Regions from separate parts of the Triticum aestivum genome. Here region 1 is linked to region 2. The links are chromatin contacts, called in public Hi-C maps. All regions are on one chromosome and are shown on one strand. The core of a region is the stretch at or near the end of the contact, and the rest is flanking DNA. Distances in the headings are between cores, read along the strand shown.

The links. Hi-C and Micro-C count contacts between places; a contact is called where the count stands out from the background.
Region 1: a contact with region 2 is called in a Hi-C map of leaf, with 8 times the contacts expected there. The contact joins the promoter of LOC123098452 here to the enhancer-like site in region 2. A contact is called at or near these places in 3 of 5 Hi-C or Micro-C datasets (leaf and root) and 1 of 1 datasets of contacts at active chromatin or transcription factors (leaf).

What each region holds. Positions count from the first base shown.
Region 1 is chr4D:440,261,535-440,268,289 of IWGSC CS RefSeq v2.1, reverse strand. LOC123098452 (monooxygenase 2) reads right to left here and starts at 2,257. Exons shown (of 2, transcript XM_044520439.1): 1 at 1,319-2,257; 2 at 486-1,233. The coding sequence starts at 1,997. The coding sequence ends at 686.
Region 2 is chr4D:440,096,006-440,103,436 of IWGSC CS RefSeq v2.1, reverse strand. It overlaps the pseudogene LOC123098451. Among protein-coding and RNA genes, the nearest start is that of LOC123098449, 23 kb to the right of the region's middle. Within about 2 kb of position 5,451, at least 8 of the 8 cell types and tissues checked have an H3K27ac peak or open chromatin away from gene starts, as enhancers often do. A contact at or near this core is called in leaf and root, where this site is marked.

The sequences.
Region 1 (6,755 bases), core at 1,008-3,507, 170 kb before region 2:
AAAGTTGCCGAGGAGAGCGAGGTTCGCAAGGGAGCATCCAGAATATGCCCAGTACGAGCAGGAGTGGTACTGGGAGAGGGACGTAGAGAAGAAGAAGGCGAAGAACAATGACGAGGCATGACCTTCCTCTTCGAAGGTGGTGGTCAACCTCGATTTGTCCGACGACGACAGTGACCGACGACGACATTGATTGGGACGAACTTGAGCGTGAGGAGAACGAGGATGAGATCGAGTGGGACAACAACGACAGCGAGTAGTGTGTCCCTGGTGCTAGTAGTAGTCTAGAAGCAGGGGTGTACCCAGGCCCCAGCCTACCAGGGCGGTGGCCGGCTGATCCTTTGGGGCTGTAGCTAAGGATCACTGTTTGGCACTGTTTCGCGCTGTACCAATGTTGTTGGCCTGGCCTGGCTACGCGGTTGTCTATAAGTACTATGTTCGAACTTTGCATGAAGTTGGAATCCGAGTATGTTTGATCTTTGAGGAAATATGTAATGCAATGCGAGACTTTTGATATTTTGATGCCCTGTTATAGGCAGCTGTTGGAAACGCAACATTTTCGTGCCAAAAGATGCAGTTTTGGTGCCTTCTTTTTTTTTTTACTCCGAGCCTTTTGGTGCCCTGTTTCAGGGCTGGAGATGCTTTGACTATCCTGATCGCCTCAAATGTACTAGTACTACTGTACTCCCTAGCTTGACAGGGTCCCGCAGTCGTAGTCCGACATCTTCACGAGCCTTCCCGCGAGTACTCCAGCCAACACCTTCTCCCGCAGAAAGCTGATGATCCTGTTACCACTCTGCTGCAGGAAGCCGACAACGTAGGCCGTTCCGATGAGCTCGATGCTCCTCCACCGCCGTATACCGACGTACCTGCGCAGGCCCGACTCGATCCTCTCCTTCTCAGTGCCGCCTGTCGCTCCGTCGCCATCGCCACCGAGGATGGCCTCGCCGAGGCATCTGGCCAGTACGACGCCGTCCTCCAGCGCCGCGCAGCCGCCCTGGCCCAGGTCCGGCGTCATCGGGTGCAGCGCGTCTCCGGCCACGCACACGTCCCCCTTGCTGATGCCCGCGAACACGAGCGAGAGCGGCGGCCGGAACCGCAGCGGCGCGGCGGGCGCGTCGTCGCTCAGCTCGCTCCTCTCCACCACTTCCCGCGCCTCTGCGGGCACCTTGGAGCTCCTCAGCTTCGTCAGCACGTACTGCTTCATCTTGGTACCGCTCTCAGCGACACCATCATCTGCACGTCAGTCAACGCGAGACGTTAAATAGACATCAGGGTCAGGGCATCGCCATGGATGCAGAGAGTGGTGAGCTAGACTGACCGTCTTGGGAGGGAGACCATGTGTAGAACCAGTAGACGTCGGTGTCGTTGCAGGGCACGAAGCCGAAGCGGAAGCCGTTGCCAAAGAGCTGCAAGAACTTGGGCGGGAAGCCGTGGCCGTCGGGGTAACACGCGAGGCCCCGCGTGGCGGAGCGCCCGGAGTGCGACGGCTTGGCGAGCCCCAGCCATCTGGCCACCACGGAGTTGATCCCGTCGCAGCCGACCAGCACCTTCGCCCGGAGAGTCGAGCCGTCGGCGAGGTGGAGCATCTTGGCGCCGTCGCCGTGCTCGTCGATGGAGACGATCTTGGAGGAGTAGCGGATGGTGCCCGTCGGCAGCTCCGCCGCCAGGACCTGCAGCAGCACGTCCCGCCTGACGCAGCTGAACTCGTCCCTGAAGTCCACCTCCTTCGCTATCTCACCCGTGGACGCCGACATGACGCGCAGCCCCTCGATGTGCAGGTGGAGCTTCCTGATCTGGTCGCCGACGCCGAGGGCGTCGAGCGCGCGGAAGGCGTTGGGCCACGTGGCGAAGGCGAACCCCGACGCCCGGAGCGACGGGGACGACTCCAGCACCACGCTCCTCACCCCTTTCCTGTGCAGCCCGAGCGCGGCGGCGAGCCCGGCGAGCCCGGCGCCCACGATCACGATGTCCTCGCCGGACTCCTCTTGCCGCTGCATGCTTGCCGCCGCTGCGGTGAACTTTCGGAAGAGAGCGCCTGATTGTTCAACACGAATCAACCAATCTAGCTAGAGCTCCTCCTTTCGATTGGACATATATAGTTCGACAGTGAATGGAGCTTGGAGCTTGAAGATTGACGTCATTGCTGATTATATCGGAGTAGTAGTAGTATATCGTTTCCATGAATGGCCTGCGCTGCTCATTCATCAAAGTCACTTGTGGTGCCAAAGTTGTCTCATAAAAAGAAAAAAACTTGTGGTGCCAAACTGAATTTGGATAGCCGGAAAAGGACAGCTCGCAGTAGCAAACAAACATGTGACCGGAAATTCCGCAGCTCCCTGTCACACCCCACCGCTATCTAGTCGATAGGCTGCGGGAGCCACACTGATTGGCTTGGCTGCTTTTTAGGCCACCATTTTCGTTCTAAATTTTACTACTACCTCCCTCCGGGTTTATTGGTCCCTTCGTATTTTGTGCCCAACTTTAATCATAGTTTGATTAAGAAATTATGAATCGTATGTCACCAAACTTATATTGCTGGATTCATATTTAAAAAAGTTTTAATGATACTATTTTTAGGGTATATAACTTATTTTTTTATAGTTAAATTAAAGATCAAAGTTTGACCCAAACTACATGAAAGACTAATAAACTAGGACGGAGTAGCTCTATTCAAGTGAAAATTGGTATAAATTCATGTCAATCTCCATCATTTCTTTGTTCTTTTGTTTTATCTTTGCTGTTGTGAAAACGAAAATGGCTGGGCTCAACCGGCTGATTTTCACGCCCGCATCTGCCGCCATTATTGGTCGACATGTGGCCTAGTGGACCTCACATGTCTCTCTCCCTCGTCTTATCTCTTCCTTAGACTACCCACAGTGAGAGTAATATAGGTAGTAACATCACACATATCTAGATAAAATAGATGATGTAGCAAGCAATAAATGAAGAAAGAGAGTCATGTAGTAACATAGTTAGTTAGGCTGATCACAATGGGCAAGAACATAAGCTAGTAACTTACACACTTCCCTAGACTATGTTACTACCTTCATAGTGGGTACGAACATCTATGTAGTGTCATGCAACGATGTATTTATTAGGTTATAGACTCGTTATTTCTTGGAGTGTGTGATGTTCCGGTAACTTAGCTAGTTACCACAAGCACCTCTCTCTTCATTAAATATGTGCCACATAAGCAAAGTTGTATTGGAGTGTGTGATGTTACTCCTAAGTTCCTCCCCATTGTGACCAGTCTTACTACTAGTATGAGTAACATCACACATATCAAGGCAAAATGAGTTTATAGCCTAATAAATGAAGTGTTGAATGTTACCACACATATGTTACTCCCCACTATAGAGGTAGTAACATAGAGTAGTAACATGGGCATGTTACTACTCTATGTTACTACCCATTGTGGCTAGTCTTAGCCTCATAAAAAAAATCTCTTCTTCAGGCTCACATTTTTCTCTCGTTGGCAACTGCCTCACCTTTATCTAGTTGAGCGAGCGGAGGTGACGGTGGAGCAACGGTCAACGATGTCCACCTCAGCTAGCGTCGACGTCTGCACCTCGGCCATCGTCGGCGTCTGCGACAGTAGGCATGTACACCACCGCCATGGACGTTGCGCTGCTGCTCAAGCCCAAGCTCGAGATGCTGCAGCAGCCCTCACCTCCGGACAACTACCTGCGCTGGACCGTCACCAGTTTCCGTCGTCGCCCGTTGGTGGTGCCCTGCGAGCCACTACGACCCCTAGAGGCACTGCTCAATTCCCCCTTGATTTGTGGTGTGTCATAATGTTGCAGAGAGCCGGAATTGAGAGAGGTGGGAGTTTGGCAACGTCGGTAGTGATTGTTGTGGACGTCGACGGTGACATATCAAAAACTACATACGTTGATAAGCAAACAGAACTACTCTCTCTGTCTCATAATATCAGAGCGTTTTTGACACGGAGTACAATAGTCCATGCTTATTGAAATAACTGATAGGAACTACTTAAATTGAAAAGAGAAAATTGTACACCAAAAGTATAAGGTCTTGATAGTCTTGGTTCCCTTAATACCTGAACTATTTTGCAAAGTAAAGGAAAATAAGATAAGCTTTGCAGATTAAAAAGTACTCCCTCCGTCCCATAATATAAGACGTTTTTGCAAGCTATGTTTAGCTTGGAGTTAAATACACTGGAGGTCCTAAAAGTTTCGGTGCAGTGTCACTTTAGTCCTATATCTTTCAAAGTGCACCTTTAGGTCCTAATTCTATAGTAAGTGGTTCATCAGAGGTCCCTTTTTCCATTAGCGCTCGTTGACCTGCTTGCGTGGCGCATTGACCCATGTCACATCGACTCAGGGGCCGCGGAGGCTGCTCTATTTTACAGAAAACCCCTTATAAACATTGTCTTCACAATCCCCACTCACTGGGCTCTCATTCTTCCCCAAATCCCTCTCTCTCTCTCTCTCTCTCTCTCTCGCCCCCTAACCCTAGTCATGGTCGGCACTTCAAGCTCCTCGGCGGGGAAGCAGCTGAAGAAGAGGAGCATGGCAACGTCGTCGTCTGCGCTGCCGCTGCCTCCGCCGGCGGCGCAAGCTCCAACTTCGCCGGGTATGTCATTGCCACCGGTGGTGTGTCCTTGTTGTCGTGTCCACAGCACTAGTAAGCTTTAGTCAAAATCTACTGCCAACCCCGGACGGGTGTTCTACAAGTGTTCGAACCATCGTGCAAGAACCAAGAGTTTGAGATTTTGGAGCCATTTTCTTTGATTCTATCCCATTTCTCTATTTCTGAATTGTTCAATTTTGTTAACGTTGGACCGAATCCATGCCAGCACAAATTTTGGGAAGATGGCCAGTGAGTGGGGATTGTGAAGAACAATGTTTATAAGGGGTTTTCTATAAAACAGAGCAGCCCCTAAGTCGACGTGGCATGGGTCAACACGCCACGCGAGCAAGTCAGCGAGCGCTAGTGGTAAAAAAGGACCTCGGGTGAACCGTTTACTATAGAATTAGGACCTAAAGATGCATTTTGAAAGATATAGGACTAAAGTGACACTGAGCCAAAACTTTTAGGACCTCCAGTGTGTTTAACTCTTTAACTTGCAAAAACGTCTTATATTATAAGACGGAGGAATTAATAGTCACATACTTTCTATATCTACTAGTAGCTACTTGACAGAGTCAAAGCCACGTACTGGTGCATCATCTACCAAAAGACCAGATGGAACAACAAATGTCAGTGTGGTGATAAAAATTTGTGCTAGAGCTGCACAAACTAATGTCCATATCTATTTGTCCATCGACAATGATATATTACGAATGGCATAACTTCGAAAATTAAACAACAACAGTTCAGTAATCACATCCTCTGTTGAAAATATAATTATGTTTACACATCCTCTGTCAAAAATATACTCCCTCCATTCCAAATATAGTGCGCCAGCGCTTCCCGAGGTCGAACTTTGACCATAAATTTAACGAACGAGACCGACTGCGGCGGGTGAAAAAATTACATAATTAAAAACTTCTTTCGAATACGAATTCACTGATATAATTTTTGCTCCCGCCGCAATCAGTCTTGGTAGTTAAATTTACGGTCAAAGTTGAAGCACGGAGATAGAGGAAGCACTACATTGTGGAATGGAGGGAGTAATGAAGTTTAGAGTTCAAATCTAGGGACAAAGGTACTGGCCGAAGAACTGCCATCACAAGTTCAGCAAACATGATTTTTTTATCTAAAAAAACCATCTGCCGAGTCAAATGGCCAGAAAAGACCATCTTCGAAATGAATTGATAAAAAAGACTAGCTACATCGTGGCGGCAGGCGACACATGGACCTGCCGCCCTGCCGCCACGAGCGCAGGCGGCAGCTCGGGCATAACAGGTTTTTCGCCCGCGCCAGCTGCAACGGAACGGGCTGGCGGCAGCTACTGCTGCGAGTGTGCTGCGACACGCCAGATGGGCCCTGCCGCTACGGCCAGAGGCGGCAGCCGCTGCTGTTGATCTGCAAGCGAAGAACAAATGCACAATAAGTATTATATATGACTATTTGTGTCAGCCAGTCAGGTGGTGATGTATTACCTAACGAGTGGTTGGAGTTCATGTGATTGACATATCGAGGACGGCTGAACATATCATCTCACGCTTTCCAGTAACCGATCTAGTAATCCTGAACAGCGCATCATTACGAAGCTTTTGTGTGTTTCAGGCATTGGCCTGCCTGCCCGTGTGATTAGTGATCAATCTTGCTTTGAACTATTACATCTCTGATGAAACCCGAGTTGTCGAAGCAAGGAAACGGCGCGCAGCAGCAACAGCGGCTGCCGCCTCGGGCTGTGGCGGCATGGCCCATCTGGCCTGTCGCGGTACGCGCAGCAGACGTACCACTCCCGCGTTCCGTTGCAGCTGGTGCGTCGGACGAAAAAAACCTGTTAAGCCTGGGCTGCCGCTGCACCCGTGGCGGCAGGTCCTGCCGCCGGCGTCTGCCGCCACGACTCAGCTGGTCTTTTTTCACAATTTGATCTAAAGGTAGTCTTTTCTGTTAATTCCACTCGGCAGGTGGTTCTTTTGGATAAAAATTTCAGCAAACATACCACATAGTCTAGGACTTTTTTACTGTTTTGACCCATAAACAAAAGTTTAGCACGATTTGACCCTATTTTAAAACTTTTTTTGATCTGACCCATTTCAAGACGCCAACAATCGTGGCGTCTTGGTTACACTAAGGACGCCGCGGTCTCCGGCGTCTGGCCCTGGCCCATCTCATGC
Region 2 (7,431 bases), core at 4,202-6,701:
GAGGCCAACGCCACCCGGGCTAGGGTTTGCAGCGGCGGTGGAGGGGTCGCGGCTATAGGATGGGGTGAGCGGGGTGCCGGCACGTGCGTCCATGGTGTGCAGTTTGCCGGCGCCGGCGCGCGCGGGGCGTAGGAGGCGGAGAAGAGAGAGTGCAGCGCGAGCGCTCGAGTGTGCCGCGCACGGAAGCGAGCGCCCCAAATACACCGCGCGAGATAGCGAATCCGACCGCGCGCCCAACTCCTTATACCGCGCGCGCGGTTATTGCGCGCCCGCTGGAGCCACCCGCCGGGTTGCGCGCGCGCTAAACTGGCTAAATTTGCGGCGCGGCGCTTGTTTGGCGCGCCTGTTGGAGATGCTCTTATGTTGGGGTGGTTAGCGCGCTGCTACCTGCAAGCAAACTTTTTTTTTTTGAACACAAGAAGGGCCCCGAAGGACCCAGACTTATACAGTACTAGATAATACCCCGCACGTTGTTGCGGGAATATTTTGCAATATGTTTCAAAGATATTTGATTTTATGGAATATGAATACTCGGAGAAATAATATGAGAGCTAAAACTACAAATACATATGCTTTACTGTGTTTGATTATAGTATATTTGTAAAATATTTTTTAAATCTCTCATGTGTGTTTGCATGTGGTGGTGGACCATTTATTATGACTCATTGAATGTTCATGTAGGCCTTTTCTAATGCATGTTGCTTGATGAGGTGGCATGCTTGCATGCTGAGAGAAATAGGTTAGTGGGGGCTAGCTATTTAGATATAGAAGATTAGATAAGCATGCAACATCTTACATAAAGGCCCAACAGAAAGAGAAAATTACAGTCCAAGCCAGACATTTTTGTAGATAGTACCCCAGACAACAAAACTGAAAAGCAATCGAGTCCTCTTCGCCGTCTTCGATCCTGGCCCGATCCCACCACCACCGGGGACGAAACCACTTGGGGCAGAGGAATGGCTACAGCACCACCAGCGCACAACCGGAGGTAGACAGTTGAAGTACCAGACGAAGAACCTAGTAAACTGCCTCCCATATGGCTCGACGGCCAGGAGGAAATAGAGGAGCCAGACGCCGTCGCCGGAACTCCGAGTGGTCGCCTTTCGACCAGAAGGTGCAGCGGCGCAGTGGCGAGAACCTCCTGATGCTCTTTGCACCGAGATCCCCCACCATTTGCTGCAAAACTTAGGCTCCAAGGACACGCAGAAAGGATAGAGCAACTAAATCCCCTTCCTCCCGCTTCTTCCAGTCCACCTCCATGGCAGCTCGAGAAGAAGTGGGGAAGAAGGAGCTTGAGCTCCAGATCTGGGACACCCGCGAGCTTTATTTCCGAGGACTCCAGCTTGATTTCGATCAGCAGCAGCGAACCAATCACCACCACCATGAGGAGCCCCTCCGGAAACCACCGCACGCGGCTCGGGCGCGCCGGCGGCAAGGTCCCCATCGGCATGACGCCAAACTCCGGCACGAGGCCAAACTCCAGTAAGGAAACAGCTAGGCTACATCTACTATCTACAGCGGCGCTCCGAGCTCCTCCCACATCTCCTCTCCGACCTGCGTCGCCGGCGGCGCAGATCCGGGATCGGGCCGGGCCCGAGACGCCTCCTCTGTCGCCTCTCTCGAACAGAACAGAAGGGAGGAGAAGAAACGAGAGAGAGAGGTGCCGCACCTGCAAGCAAACTTGTGCGCGAGGTCCGGTTCGAAACCCCTCTCAGCTTGCTATTTTGTTGTTTTGGTTTATTCTTTCTTTGTGCCACTGACATGCGGGCCCGGTTCCACGTCAGCAACTGTAGAAACACGTTATAACGGCAGGAGATGACGCACCGGCAGAATAGACGGAAATGGACTAAAATGTTCTGTTAGCAAAGTTGTTGTACTACTTTTGTGGGGTTTTTTAGTTCTTGTATGAACTTGTTCCCACCAGGACAAGTTTATGTACTATAAGTGGTATTAACTCATAATATTTCGATACAACAAAAAAGAGCATCTCAAATATTTTCAATCACTGAAACTTATCTACCCAAATATGAATCCTCCAGACTTGAATCAAACATGGAGCAAACAAGAACTTGTTGCTGAACTTATTTGTCCATGGAGTTGGATCAAACAAGGAGCAAATTGGAAATCAAACTGAAGTTTAGCATCTATAAAAAATTTAATCACTGAAAACAATCTACCCAAATATGAATCTTTCATACCTGACCAAGAAGAACTATACTTTTTATGATTGTAGATGAAAATTTTACAGAATAAATTGGGAAAAGCTATTGCATACCTCATGTGCAGCAGGTTCAGATGGCGGATGTAGTTTCGCCTAAGGTGTAGCATGCTCAAATGGCAGATGTTCTTCCGGCGAAATCGACAGAGGCGACATTGGACGGTTCTTCAAAAGTTGGTATGTGAAAGGAGATTTTGGTCAAGGGCTTCTTATGGCAGTGAAGTCTGGGCCGGGCACTCCATGCATTCCTGTTTGAGAAGTTGCCCCGCGCGAACACTTACTCCGCCTTCGGTGCAAATCAAAGACAAACGGCAACAGGAAGTTGGAGGTCGAGGAGGCTAGGGTGGCGCCGAAGAAGATTGGTGACGGATAGGGAGGGGAAGGAGAACAGGGCCGTGACAAGCTGGAGAGGAAGACCGGTCGTGCGTTGCGGTGGCAGTGTCGTACTCATTGAGGAGAGGCGTAGTGAACTACTCGAGTCGGAAGTTGTTCGTGTGTTTCTTTTTTTATAGCGAACTACTCGCCAAAAATGCCAAACAGAGACCGAGCTTCATGGAGGCCTTAATTTGAAAACTTTAAAATTCAAACTTTTTTGTTTCAAAAAGTTCTGAAAAAAATTACGCATATACCTAGATAAATAATGAACATGTGTGCAAATTTCCAGGTCGAAATACATTAAAATGAGATCTACACAAAAAAAACAAATCTGAGGCTTTTTAGCATATGTGTTGTTAATCCATAAAGACTATGATTTTTTTTGCGCAGCTCGTAAGGTATTTCATCCTGAAATTTTTCACACATACACATTACATCATCCTTGCATACATGTGTATTTATTTTAGAATTTTTTGAAACTAAAAAGTTTAAATTTTGATTTTTTTTTCAAAATAAAGGTCTTCATGGAGCTCGGCCTCTAAAATGCCCTACTCTCTGTGCGTGTGCGTCTGCATGCTCCTTTCATTTGTGTTTTTTTAACAAAACCGCTCGACCAGGCCTAAACAAAAGCAATGCCCAGGCCCAATATATATACTAGTAGACGCTTGTGCGTTACTACGGGCTATAATGTAATAAAAAAATAAGTAAGGTCGTGTCCATGGTCAGAACTCATTTCTCATTCATATGCCCGGGTGTGTTCGGGTATCAAATGGGCGCCCAGTAGGCTCTCCAAAAATTCAACCATTCGAACAATTATGCCAAATCCAGATCATATATGGGAAAGAAATGTGTGATTGTCCGCACTATCCGCCTTGTTATATCCAACAATCAGGCCCATGGACGAAGCTAGGGAAATGTGTTTGATGGGGTCATGTACATGGCACTGGGTTCATCCTTCTATAAATGTTTGTGATACTAAATTAGTGAAGGATTTTCAATTTTATAAGGCAGTTTCGTCTCTGATCGGGCCCAACACAAAATCCCCACCACACGATGCACCATTTCTTTTTTCTGTCGAACCCTCCCCTTTCAGCTCGGTTTTGCGTCGTAGCAAGACATATTTTGTTGGAGCCCTCATCTATAAAACCGTGTGAACCCCATCTCACCTTCACCATGCGTCGCAACATTGAAGAAAATTTTCATATTTACAATATAATAGAGTGGGTTAAACTAACACATACTATAACGATAATTTTACAAATAACTATAGAGATCATTCTCAAATGTTCATTCAACTTTACAAATGCACACTGCCATGGGAGTCGAGTGGCGATCTGAGCATTACCTAGTCATTAATAAGCTCCAGCCCATACACCATTCATTTTTAGAAGGGATACTTGTCATTCTTCTCTCCCCCCTACATCTTCTACTCATAGCCTCTCCACTAACCTGCTTCGTGGGCGCCAACCAACACTACGACAATACCAGTGCGTTCATCAGCACGCCTCATTTCCTTCTTCCTCCTTCTCGCCAGTTTTGGTTCTCTTTCCACTTATTTCCTAGAATACTCTTCCTTTATTTTTTTCGCTTTATTATCTGGAACATTCTTTCCGTCTCCAACAGCATGGACCATTTGGCCGGTTTATTTCTTTTTCCATCTTATTTTTGGAACACTCTTCCTTTCTACTATAGTATGAACCACCTAGCCAGTGTAGCGTCGTGTCGCCCTCGCCCGCGAATGTTTCGACAAACGTCAGCATGTGGACATCTTGCATAGCATGGTCGACATCCATCTTGATGAACACTTAGTTGCCCATGTCGCGGTCACATGGTGGTCGAGCCGCCGACCGTATGACACTTGAATTGACACATCTGGTTTTATAATGCAGTCTGCCCGACTCTTTGTATGACTAACAAGAAATATAATATGATCGCGTTCATGGATGCATGTACGTGACGGTCCGACGACCCGCCTGCCGCCTAGGCCGTCCTCCACCCTATGCTCCACGCCCTAGCATTCTCGAGCATCGTGCCGGCGTCAGGTCCGGCCACGACGCCCTTCATGGTCTCGCATGGTGTCCCGCCACAGGGGCACACATATACGGCCTACCAACTCCCATTTTATAGTAGAGATATATGTGATTTGGTAAGATAAGAAAAGATATGTGCTTTGGTAAGATAAGAAAAAATGTTATATTTGTTGTATTAGGAAAGTTATGGTTGTCAATTAATAATAGAGATAATGATAATAATAAATGGCATAGTGTGCGGGATTGGCGATTTTTATTTAGTAATATCTGATTTGGTTTGGAAGGTTATTCATAAAAAATTCTTATGCCTATCTTTTAGGATGGTGATCTCGCATATATGTTGCGATCTCTAAATTCTTAATTTTCTATCACTGGGTAGGTATAGCTATGGATATTTTTCAACTCATAGATTGATAGGCTACAACAGGTGTGCGGTGTGACATGCGAGGCTGCGACAAGTCCAAAAAGATATATGTCGGCAGAGTATTGGCGTGCGGCCGTACGACACCAAGAAACATCAACCTTTGGATCACTTGAGTTTGGGCTTGATAAACAGTGGAGATTCATCCTTTCGAACAAATCAACGACTATCCATTTGCTTCTATACAATATATACAGTGGATGCTAGTCAGTATTCAAAAATTGTTGACCTATATAAGAGAGAAAATTCTTCCCTTTTTCGGCCATAAAAGAATTTTTCTTGATAACTAGAAAATCCTTTTTTTGAGACAAAGAAAACCTTTCTTTTGGGCTGGTGCTCTGGAGGCCCAAAGTTTTCGTCGAGCCCGTGTTGTATTAGGCAATCCAGCCCAGGCCGTAAGTTTCAGAGTCCAACAAGGAGATTTCCCGTGCTCAATTCTACCACCCGAACCGACAAAACACGGGCTGGGGTCCAGTCCACGTCGAGCAGTCAGCAACTCAGCATTGCGAAAATTCTTTCATCCTTCCCGATAGAAAAGCCGAGGGCTGGGGTTTAGCCGCGGCGCCTCTTTTTCTCTCTCCACGAATCTAGGGTTTCCACCTCGTCATCGCCATGGACTTCGACGAGTACGAGTACCTCGAGAAGACGGTCGAGGCCTCCGCCGCGCCTCCGGCCAACGGATCCGACGGGAAGGACCGCAGCTCCCGCCGCCGGAGCAGCGCCGGCGACGGAGAGGACCGCGACGACGGCGAGCGCCGGTCCAAGCGCTCTCGCTCCGAGCACCGCGACCGCGACCTCGAGAGCCGGGAGCGCCACCGCAGCAGCCGGGAGCGCCGGGACCGCGACCGGGACCGGGACGTGAGGGAGAAGGAGAGGCTGGGCAGGGAGAGCGAGCGGGAGAGGGAGAAGGAGAGGGAGCGGAGGAGCCGCGACCGCGACCGCGAGCGGGAGAAGGAGAGGGAGAGGGAGCGGAGGAGCCGCAGCCGGTCGGAGCGTCGCCGTGATGACGACGAGCGAGAGCGAGAGCGCTTCCGTGAGCGCGACTACCGTGACCGTGACGTCAGGTGCCAACTCATGACTCTGAACTTTATCGGACTTGTTTTTTTAATAAGAACCTAGTGATGTGGTACATCTGTGTTTGTGTGTTCTGGCTCGCGCAGATACCGGCCTTAGGATTGGAAGGGATGATGTGTTTGCTGCATATTTGCGCAGTTACAGCATCAAATTTTCACTTAGTACCTTTCCTCTACCAGACCGCAGCCAGTGTTCAGTTGTGTTCCTTAAAATTTCTTATGTCATATATACCTTGGTTTATTCAAAGTAATACAATTAAACATTAGTATTGGAACCTGCAGATTCAATGTGCTAGTGCAGTCTCCAGTTGGTCTTGATATTGAGCCTGACCTTGGATATAAGGTGATTTATTTTGAGTTCCTATATGAAGTTGGCATAGCATAATAGGATAATGAATCTGGAAATCTATACGTGATGATATCATTTTGCGGTTTTGCGCGGTAGCGTGTTTCTGAGAGCAATGACGACATCTGTGATTACAGATTTCCTGCATCCAGAACACAAGGCTGAACTATATTTCTCCTGTTGCAGAATTCCGATGAAGGGGTGTGTTGGGATTTTTCACTGAAGCATTGCCTCTTATTGTAAAGAGGACTCAATGTTTGTCCCCTTGCACAAACAAGCCTTTTAATTTCTGCTCCCTCTTTGCAGGAGATATTAAAGTCAAGTTACCTAAACAATCGCATGTCTTACAATGCAGGGCTTACCCTTTTCTTCCTCCCCGATAGGATGTCGATTTGCTGGGTGTCTGTTTTTTACCTTTCGTGACACTGACTGCAGTGCTTCTTGACCTTTTGACTCTATTTGTATTGATAAATGGGGAGAATGTTAGTATGATGTATAGGTTCTGATTCGTAATTGGTGTTTCTGTTTTCCTACATATCCATTCTTATGAATATTTTTTTCCTGTTTGCAGACGTAGGAAAGAAGATGGTGCTGAACCTGAAGCAGATCCAGAAAGAGATCAAAGAACTGTATTTGCCTTCCAGGTTGCGTTCATTTAACAAGCTAACATATTCAGCCTGTTGGTATATGCAATTTTGAGAACTTTTGTCTCGAAGCTAATGTTTATAAGCATAATGACAGCTATCATTGAAGGCGGATGAAAGAGATGTGTATGAGTTCTTCTCAAGGGCCGGGAAGGCAAGCATCTGCTTTTACACCCTTTTTGTTCTAGTAGTAATCACCCTGTTTATCTTGTTTTGTTCTTTAACTCAAGGGCCGGAAAGGCAAGCCTCCAATTTTTACATCCTTTTTGTTATACTAGTAGTCACCCTGTTTATCTCGTTTTGTTCTTTATTTAGGAAATAGTG